3 separate regions of the Mus musculus genome follow, and all the other regions are linked to region 1. A link is a contact called in public HiCAR-type and promoter capture Hi-C data. All regions are on one chromosome and are shown on one strand. The core of a region is the stretch at or near the end of the contact, and the rest is flanking DNA. Distances in the headings are between cores, read along the strand shown.

Region 1 (3,066 bases), core at 85-2,584:
TAGTCAGAGTTTTTTTTTTTTTTTTTAATCACAGCAACAGGGACAATGATAATAATGATAATAATAATAATGAGCTGCTGCTACACTTGTCAGTCTTTCTAGCATAAGTAGTCAAACTCAAGTTTCTCTTGCTAAAAAGGATGCCCTTGTAAACTACAAACAAACTGCATCTCTATGTGCCTTCTGAGGGGGAAGACGTCGGACAGGTAGAAATGAAATGTTAGCCTTCAGGGACTGAATCCTGGCTCTCTTTTCTTCTCCACCCCTACTATTTGTGAAACTGAGCAAAACAAAGTTCCAGTTTATCTCAACTGTAAAACTGGGACAATAACAGTTTTCAAATCAACATTTAAGGAGGCATCAACGCTTATCTGGGGATTCTCTGAGTCAAGTGTCCTTGGGATTATCTTTATGACGCACTGCACACAGAGATGGCAGGAGCTAGACCTCCTGGCAGCCCCTGGCGACTGGGTTCAGTAGTGCTAGCCTGCAACATGAGCCTTAATAGTTAGAAACCAACAGTGAGAATTCTCTTATAATGCAGACTTTTACTGATGGCCCTATCTTTCCCATGGCAAGTAGGAAGGCAAGGACACATTATACACATTGAAAATTGGGGCTACAATGCCTCTTCTGGGTGGTCTACAAAGGAGGCCCATGGATAGAGAAGTGTAGTCAGTCAGTCTTCATGATGGGTTTGAGATCAGGCAGGAGGTATCTTGTCTCTTTACAACTCAGGAACAGTGTTGCTCAAAATACAAAACCCGAAGCAGAAGGGAGGAGCCATAGGGTCAGACAAGGACCCTAGGTTACCATAAGTTCTCTCACCTCGCTCCCCATCAGTCAGTAAATCTCCAACAAGGGATCATCCATTGTCTTGGCAACACCTCTGAAGAACCTCTTCAGCCTGGAGGCCGAGCAGTCCGTGTCCATCAAGGGTTAAGGGAGGAAGCTGTACTTCCTTCACGATCACCTTGAAGCATTTCTTCTTCCATATACAGAGTGGCTGGTGGCAGGCAGGCGGACGGGCGGGTTGGGGAAAGCCGGCCTAGGTCAGGGAAGAGGCAAAGTTTTCCTTCCTGGGCGCGAAGGAGGGGAGGCGGCGTAGCGCGGGGCTGCGGGAGGCCGGTCGCCGAGCGGCGTGGCGCGGCGTCGCCAGCGTGCTCCTCCGTGCGCCCGGGCGCGGCTGGTGCTCCTGCAGAGGGAGCTGTGCGCCCGTTCCGGCGCCCGCGCGGCGACTCCGCTCCCTCTTGTCGCCGCTTGGGCCCGCCCGCCGGGGAGGGGCTCCCGGCCTTGCCGACAGCGTCTTCCTGCTTGGCGCACTGCCCCACCGTGAGTCCGCCCGTGCACGCCGGCTGTCCGCTCGCCCGCTCGCACGCCGCCCTCCGCCGCAGTCCGCGCCCAGCCTCGCCCGCACTTCCCCCCTTCAGCCCGCGCCCGGATCCGGCCATGCTGTCCTTCCAGTACCCCGACGTGTACCGCGACGAGACCTCCGTGAGTACCCCGCTCTCACCGCGCCCCCCGACCCGCGCCTCCCGCAGCTCGGTTCCCGCAGCCCCCGCTCGCCCCGCGCCGCTCCCCGGCCTTTGTTTGCGGAGCCGCCCGGGTCGCGGGGCTCCTCCCAGCCTGAACCTAGCGGGCGGCCTCGGCCCACGTGTCCACGCCCGTGGTCAACGCCGCTCGGCCCCAAGGACAGACCCCCCGGGCAGGCATGGGCATCTGGGGCCAGTGGGCAGCCAGAACGTACCCCTGTGCTTCTAAGAGGAGAAGCAGTCTGGCTTAAATATGGTGGTAGCACCAAGTGTATGCTGGTGTGTGTGCGTGGGAAAAATGATGTAAGATTTGAAAACAAAAGCAAACTTTGAGAACTTGGAATTTGCAAGTCCTTAGAGTTGAAGCTCATTCATTGCGCTTTAAGGCTGTGCTGTCCCGAATCGGGTGCCTGACGTTGGCTGCTGGGATGCAAATAAGGGAGGCAGTGTTGGGGAAGGAGCAGTGGGCCCACAGTGTGCTGGGGCCAGTCAGGTTCGCTTAAGAAAGGAAGTTAAGACGGGGTGGCCTTTTGCAAGGAAAGTTTTCCCCGCTGGGAGTTAACTGTTTACCTAAGCTGCAGGTGAACTGCAGGTAACTTGAGACCCAGGTAGTGAAATTCAGAAGTGTGTGTGTGTGTGTGTGTGTGTGTGTGTGTGTGTGTAAAAAGTAGTTTGGGACTTAAGTGGATTGAATCCAAACATTAGGACCCCAATTCCTGTAGTCACAACCTGGTTTCTCAGGTTACTTAAAATAGAATCAAAGTAAAAATATTTTTGTATAATACCATTCTATTTTTTTTCCTGTTTACTTTGATCTGGTTCATGACAGAAAATGTACTCTGAACTCAGCACATCACACATGGAGGTAAAGTCTCAGTGTTAAAGACCTTCTCCTTTTCAAGTGAACGTCCAAGTATCTGTGCTGCATTAATGGGTGACCCCTGGGAACCATGTTCTCAGTTGGTTTAACTGCTTGCTCATTGAATTCATCTTCAAGGGGACTGGTTAACTCCCAGACAACCTGAATGCTGTTGTTGGTGGCCCTCACTACCTGGGTGACATTGGGCAAGTCTTACCTGTTGTGAGTTCATGTGTGAGGCCCCCTTTTATACATGGACTATTAAGGCTGACAGGCCTTGACTTGTCATCTAGATGGCCGAGCTCTGCCGTGGGCCAGGTACAAAGATGTGAAACTGTTCCGACTCTGAGTCTTGAGTGTCTTTTCGGTTTTCAGGTTAGCATATGTACATGTATATATGTTACCAATAATATGTATTATACCTGTGTGTGTGTGTGTGTGTGTGTGTGTGTGTATAACTACCATTTTGTGGCTTTGATAAATATAGTCTTAGGATTTTCTTTTCTTTTTTGGACCCGGTAGTTGAGTGAAGGTAGTGTTGGCTCTTGCTTAATTTTTCCTTACTCCAATCTGCACCAGTCTTGTAGTTTATCAGTACTTAACAGTTCCTGAAAGGGTTAAATAGGGATTTTATGAAGTTTTCTAAAAGTTCACACACATCTGTGAAAGGAGTGT
Region 2 (3,102 bases), core at 358-2,857, 1.2 Mb before region 1:
CTTCTGAAGCTTTTTCTACTCACAATCCTTTTGTGCTAGACAAGCTTTGCAAAGCACAGGTATACTGAGATACAAAGTAGGTATACAAGGCATTAATTGCTAAATCATAAAGGATTTGATTTTAGAACCATTCTATGGAGTCTAGAGTAGTGCCTCAGCAGCTAAGAGCACTGGCTGCTCTTCCACAGGCCCTGAGTTCAAATCCCAGCACCCATAAGGCAGCTCTCAACCACTTAAGACTGTAGTGACATGGGATCTGATACACTCTTCTGGTGTGCAGACATACATGCAGTCAAAAGACCCATATACAATAGATAAATAAATAAATAAATATAGATATTTACAAAATTATTTGGTGTACATAATTCTACTATTAAAGATGAAAGTAAACCTGCATACCAATAAATGCATAGACTTGCTTATTTTTAAATAAAGAATTAAATCCTGGCTGTAGGTTTCCTCAACGTTTTTCATTTTTTTTCAGTTTACCAATATTTTGATTTGATATATCAGTGCTGAGAACACCACTTTGCATAAATATGTTGTACAAAATTGTAGGAGCATGTTTAGCGCCATATTGGGAAAAAGCTGAATAATCTCACATCAAAACTTATTTAGTGATTTTTGAATGAGACTCAAGTCAATAACTCAGCCATTTTTAGAATCAAGCACCTTAAAGCAACAAATCCCAAAGATGCACGCATTTCACACTTAGGGTATGACAAGCTGAAAAACGATTTAGTAAAATATTAAAAGGTTTTGCTTTCTGAAATTAAATAATTATGTTTCTACAAGTTTAGAAAAGTTGCTCATATGTTAAATCTTAATAAACAATACTCTCGATTCTGAGTTGAGATGTTTCCGGCAGCATTTGCTGGGCAGTGCACACATACCCTGCTGCAGAGAGTCGTGAGGAAGCACCGCTGGGTGCGGTCAGAAACACCTTGAACTCACAACTCACAGTTTGATTTTTGAATTAACTTTGCCCACTGTCTCAGGAACACTCCTCCTTCCCTTTCAAAACTGCTGTCACATTTTCTCCTACATTTGTGGTTGCGACCTACAGCTTAAGTAGATGTTCAAACACGATGTGGTAGAAATCCTAGTTTTTTTTTGTTTTTTTTTTTAAGCCACCAATTTTTTTGTTTGTTTCAAATGTGCATGCTACAAAACCGCCCCGTCCCTAAGCGAGCACAGCAGCGACGGGACTGAGATGGCTTGTCTGAGAAACCTCTCCCTAATCGCGCGGGTTGACTGTCGTTCCACTCCACGGCTCAGGGGTTCAAACTTTTTGACGTTCTGACTCTAGGGGATTGACTCAGCGTGTACGGTAAGAGCTTAGGTTCGAATCCCACTTCCCACTCAGGAATGTAGGCGGTCGGGGGGGGGGGGCGTGCCGTGCGGCGTGACCCGGGGCGACCTTGAACTTCCGAGTCCTCCAGTGTCTCAGCCCTCCCTGGTCCCCTCCTGGCCATGTCCACTCACTTCTCGGAGAGTCCGGCCCAGCATAGCCCTCGGAGTCAGCCGGTAGCACCGGGTCCCGGAACAGAGGAAGGAGTCAATCTCTGCCACCGGCGTTACATGGGCGCAGACATCTTGGCTCCTCTTTAACAACGAGCGCCTGGATTGGTCGAGTTCCGGGCGGCGGAAATGATCTCTGCACACGATTGGCTCGCGCGCCGGCGACCGGAGGCGCGCGGACAGGCAAGGAGACCGCGGCCGGGGTCGTGTCAGGAATCCGCCTGACCTAGGAATTGCTAGCCTTGTTTGCTTGTCCCTCTGAGGACTCCCTGCTTGCTTGCTTTTTTTTCCTTAAGGGGAAGGAGAGCGTAAGGAAGGAATGGCCAGTGTACTGACTGGACGCCAACTGGGACATTTCTGACGTGGGGAGCACAGTAGCAATTCTATTTTAATTCCGTCGCGGCTTTAGGTTGAGTTTGCTTCTGAAAGCTCCCCCTCGCTTAATTGACCTGTGGGTTTGGCAGATTTTGGCTGAATTGAAATGTGTTAGTTTGACCTGCTTCAGGTCCTTTCTCTCCACCGTCGCACCCCCCACCCCCGCTCCTCCTTTCTTTTTTCTTTTTCTTTTTTTCTTTTCTTTTTTTCGAGGAAACGTTCTCCATCCCTGCTCAGGATGGGCGTTTTGAAGACCTGTGTACTTAGAAGAAGTGCTTGTGCCGCCGCCTGCTTCTGGAGAAGGACAGTTATCCCAAAGCCACCATTTAGAGGCATTAGTACTACGTCTGCGAGGAGCACTGTCATGCCCGCTTGGGTGATAGATAAATATGGAAAGAATGAAGTCCTTCGATTCACCCAGAACATGATGTTACCTATCATACACTATCCAAATGAAGTCATTATCAAAGTCCACGCTGCCAGTGTAAATCCTATAGATGTTAATATGAGAAGTAAGTTGTCCGGGTTTGTTTGGTTTTAAATCAAAATTCACTGGGCACACAGGTGTTTTGTTGTTTTTCTTTTGAAACAAGGGGTCGTTGTCTAGCCCAGGCTGGCCTCCAATTCATTGTATACCACTGACTAGTCTCCACTCTGCCGCCCTCCTGCTCTGCCTCTCCAGGCCTGGGATTTAGCAGGTGTAGACCACACCTAGTTAATAGACTACATTTAGGTTGGCGTGAGGGAGTCATTTAGGTTTCTTATTACATGTATTTATTTTGTGTTTGGGTGTGTGGAACAGGGCCCAAGTGGAGGTCAAAGGACATCTTGTGGGAGTGAGTTTCTTCCTTCTACCAGGTAGGCTCCGGGCATTAAACTGACCACCAGGCTTGGTAGCAAGCACCACTATAGGCAGAGCCATCTGGTTTCTGATACTATCCCTGCAAATATTTACGACGTTTTGTTGTCACAACTGCTAAGGTATACTTTAATCTTTTATTAAATGTGTTTGTTTCCTTTCACATATGAGTTGGGACCGAGAAGTGATATCTACAGTTAATTTGCTCTGTGGTAATTTTAGGGTCCAGCACAGGCTCCAGAGTTTGGCTATGTTTCCCCATCAGTTCAGAGTCTGGGTCTATGTAATTCCTGTATCCTTCTTGCTGTCCCACGGTTCACAGCTTCTGTTATAGGCCCAGTGTACCA
Region 3 (3,174 bases), core at 314-2,813, 1.5 Mb before region 1:
CAAGTTGGAGGAAGGAGGGGCAAGAATGGAGAACTGAGGGGCAGAAAAAACAAGCCTAGGGCACAAAACAAAACAAAACCCCCAAACCAAATGGAAGCCAGGAATAACTCCAGGAGTAGCCCCATAGCCTGTTGTCCTGAAGAAACTCTGAAGACGGCGCCCTTGGGGTTAGGCGCTATTGAGTCAGTCCTTGCGCCACCCTGGGAGAGGAGCGCCGCCGTTGCTGGGCACAGAACGACCTTTCTATACAGTGTGCTAACTGTTAAACAGAAAGTTCACTGGCGCTATACAAAAATTCCTGTGCGCCCAAGCACACCTCACACGTGGAAAGTTACTGAGCGGTTGTGGCTGACTTGGTAAGGCTCAGGCAGCCACAAACCAACGACTGTGGAGTCCATTGTCAGCTTGCTGCCATAAAACTTTGTTTTTACGAGGCTGTTCTGCAAAAATTGAAATTTAAACAAATTTCCACCGTTGCTAGGTTTGCTTTGTTTTGCTTTAAGGTCTGTAAAACACGTGGGCTAAACTTTAAATAGGAAGGTCCTAAACCCTGTGATTAAAGATTAGAAAATATTCTACCACTAAGTTGTTTTAAAGTTTGCTTTGAAGTTTTCACAAAAGAAGGTCGAAAGAAAGATTCCACTAAAATGTACAGACGGATGACTAATCTTTCTGAATCGGTTTGTCAAATTACTTAAAGGCAACTATGGGTGGAAATGGCTTGAATAAGAAAGCGTTCGAACGCTGAGCAAGTACTGTGCCACAGAGGCAGAACAAGCACGTCCCCAGAAACGTGGAGAATACTGGGACCGAAACCCAGTCCCTCGCAATGTCCCGCCCCGTGGCCGAGCGCAGCTGGCTGTTGCCTAGGTCCGGTTGGATGCTCCCGGGTATGGCCGGGTGCGCGATGCTTGATGCAGCACTAGAGGAACTCAAAACACAAAGCAAGCAGCCAGGGGCGGCCGCCCAGCCGAGCATACTCACGGCTGGGGCCCGGGATCCTGGCGATCCCTGCCGTGCAGCCGCCAAGGGACAGTGCGTGGCGACGCCCGGTCTCCTCCTCGCCAACCCCGCGCACCACGGCCCGGGGACCTGCCAAGCCTGTCCCGTTCCCCCTTGCAGCCGGCACTTGACAAAAACCAGCCCTGAGCTCCGCGCAGTCTGCGCGGCGCCCGCGGCTTCGACTTTTCGTGTTGGGGGGTAAGATGGCAGGGCCGGGGAAACAAAGGAAACTTGGGCCGGCCGGCGTGTGTGGTTCGTGTGCTCGCCCCAGGTCCCGTGTGGGAGTCGCCTGCGCCTGTGCATGCAGCCTGCCCGGGGAAACCCTAGCTGTGCCAGAGCCCGGGGCGCCCGCCCACCTGCCGCGCTGGCCGCCCCGGGACATCCCAAGTCACCCCGGGCCGGTGCAGGCGGCGGGGGAGGGGCCGTGAGAGCCGCACAGGAGGGTGGGGGTGGGGGCGGGGAGGCGGCGGGGGAGGAGGAGAGCACGGGTGGGCGGGCGCCGCACGTCACGGCTATTGTGGCTGTCCCGGTATATAAGGTCCCGCCGGCCGGCCGCGCTCCCCACCTTGCCTGCGCCCGCGCGAGCTTAGCAGATCTCCACTTACCGAACATCTAGAGAGTCGCGCCGCGCGCCGACGGAGCGGACATGGGCAGAGCGATGGTGGCCAGGCTAGGGCTGGGGTTGCTGCTTCTGGCACTGCTCCTACCCACGCAGGTGAGACCCTGTTCTCGATTGGGCACTGGAGACGCGTCCTGGGGCTTGTGTGTGTGTGTTCGCGCGCGCGTAGGAGGGGCAAAGTCTTTGCCTCCGGCCAGGCACTGGGGTAGGGGGAGAATTTTGTGTAACTGACTTGGGGAACTCGTGGTGTGGATTCCCTCGAGAGAGCGCCCCCTTCCCTTCTCACGGAAGGTCTTCGCGCTCCCTGCGAACCACACAAAGAGAGGGAACGGTCCCCTTCGGGGGAGCGTGGCACACGCCCATCCTCCACCGTCCAAACTGGTTTGGAGATCACCCAGGAAGCCCTGGTTGTGGCTTTATCTCCCACAGGTCTTGAAGCTTAGTTAGGGACCTCCCGACTGCACAAACTCTCGCGGTGCGACCCCACACCTCCATCCCTGGCCACCTTAGGAGCCCCATCCCAACCTAGAATCCCCGGGCATTATAGAGACGGAGGGCAGGACTGTAGTGTCCCGATTCTCCGTCAGGCTTTGTCCTAGTCCACAGACGCTTCCTCTCTTAGATTTGTCCCGGGTACAGATCTTGCCCCCCAACGCCATGGGTGGCGCTGCTCTAGCTGCGTTAGGGTGAAGGCGCCGCGCCCAGAATGAGACCTGGAGCTGAGCCTGAGAGACTGGGACGGGACTCAGAGAATCCGACTGTAGCTTTTCACTGCGGTTGGTTCGCTTAGGGATGTCCCTAGGGCTTTTTGCCCCTGAAAAGTTGGGAGCGCCGGATTTTTGGTCCCTAGAGATCCAGGGTCCGGGCTCACCTGGGAGAGCAGCCCAAGAGCTTGAGGCGCGCTTCGTCTTCCCCTTCTCAGGCAGGGTAACTATACCCCATTGTCTTCTCGCTGCGGGTTGACTGTGCCCCGGGGCCTTTCTCAGTTCACCCGATCCCCCATCTAGGAGGGGCTGGGCATCGTGAAACTGGTTGGTCTCACTCAGATTCCCTTCTCCCCAGGGCGCCCCCCCCCCCCGAAATGTTGAGAGGGAGGTGTTGGTTAAACAAATCAAGGGAGATTGGTGGAGAAAAACTGTTTAATGCCAATTTAATAATTAACGTAAAATTTTGTTGATGGTGTTAGAGAGGACCTCTAGACTCAGACTGAACATTGGGCTCCTTTTTCATCATCATTATTATTATTATTTAGTTTTTTTGTCACCTGCTGTACTAAAAGCTCTTTGTATAAATGAAGAGCGGTTACTTTCCGGTACCCCTAAGACAGGCTCCCTGTTTTAAACAACTTAGCATATTAATGTTTTCCTTTTTGTGTGAATGCCACTTCCCGATAGGACAAGCTCTCTTACACACAGTAGGCACCCAGTAAGTATAATTGACTGGATCAGGTGTGGCTAATCTACTTTGGACACAATTTGCACATTTCTTCAGTCAATATTTGGTTAATGACCTTACGCCTGTAGAACAAAAGGTGCTGATGTGGGAGGGCTTAT

The links. HiCAR-type assays count read pairs that join an accessible place to other places. Capture Hi-C pulls out chosen DNA fragments and counts their contacts.
Region 2: a contact with region 1 is called in a promoter capture Hi-C map of adipose tissue, with 4 times the contacts expected there. The contact joins the promoter of Qrsl1 here to the promoter of Prep in region 1. A contact is called at or near these places in 1 of 484 Hi-C or Micro-C datasets (uterus), 1 of 115 datasets of contacts at active chromatin or transcription factors (embryonic stem cells) and 2 of 9 other capture datasets (adipose tissue and liver).
Region 3: a contact with region 1 is called in a HiCAR-type map of astrocytes, with 6 times the contacts expected there. The contact joins the promoter of Cd24a here to the promoter of Prep in region 1. A contact is called at or near these places in 1 of 484 Hi-C or Micro-C datasets (embryonic stem cells) and 3 of 115 datasets of contacts at active chromatin or transcription factors (astrocytes, embryonic hindbrain and large pre-B cells).

Annotation. Positions count from the first base shown.
Region 1 is chr10:45,065,882-45,068,947 of GRCm38.p6, forward strand. It overlaps Prep (prolyl endopeptidase), which reads left to right and starts at 1,335. Exons shown (of 15, transcript NM_011156.3): 1 at 1,335-1,494. The coding sequence starts at 1,450. It also overlaps 2310075K07Rik.
Region 2 is chr10:43,900,129-43,903,230 of GRCm38.p6, forward strand. It overlaps Qrsl1 (glutaminyl-tRNA synthase (glutamine-hydrolyzing)-like 1), which reads right to left and starts at 1,608. Exons shown (of 11, transcript NM_001081054.2): 1 at 1,486-1,608. The coding sequence starts at 1,509. Rtn4ip1 (reticulon 4 interacting protein 1) reads left to right here and starts at 1,679. Exons shown (of 9, transcript NM_130892.5): 1 at 1,679-2,408. The coding sequence starts at 2,135.
Region 3 is chr10:43,577,606-43,580,779 of GRCm38.p6, forward strand. It overlaps Cd24a (CD24a antigen), which reads left to right and starts at 1,564. Exons shown (of 2, transcript NM_009846.2): 1 at 1,564-1,717. The coding sequence starts at 1,649.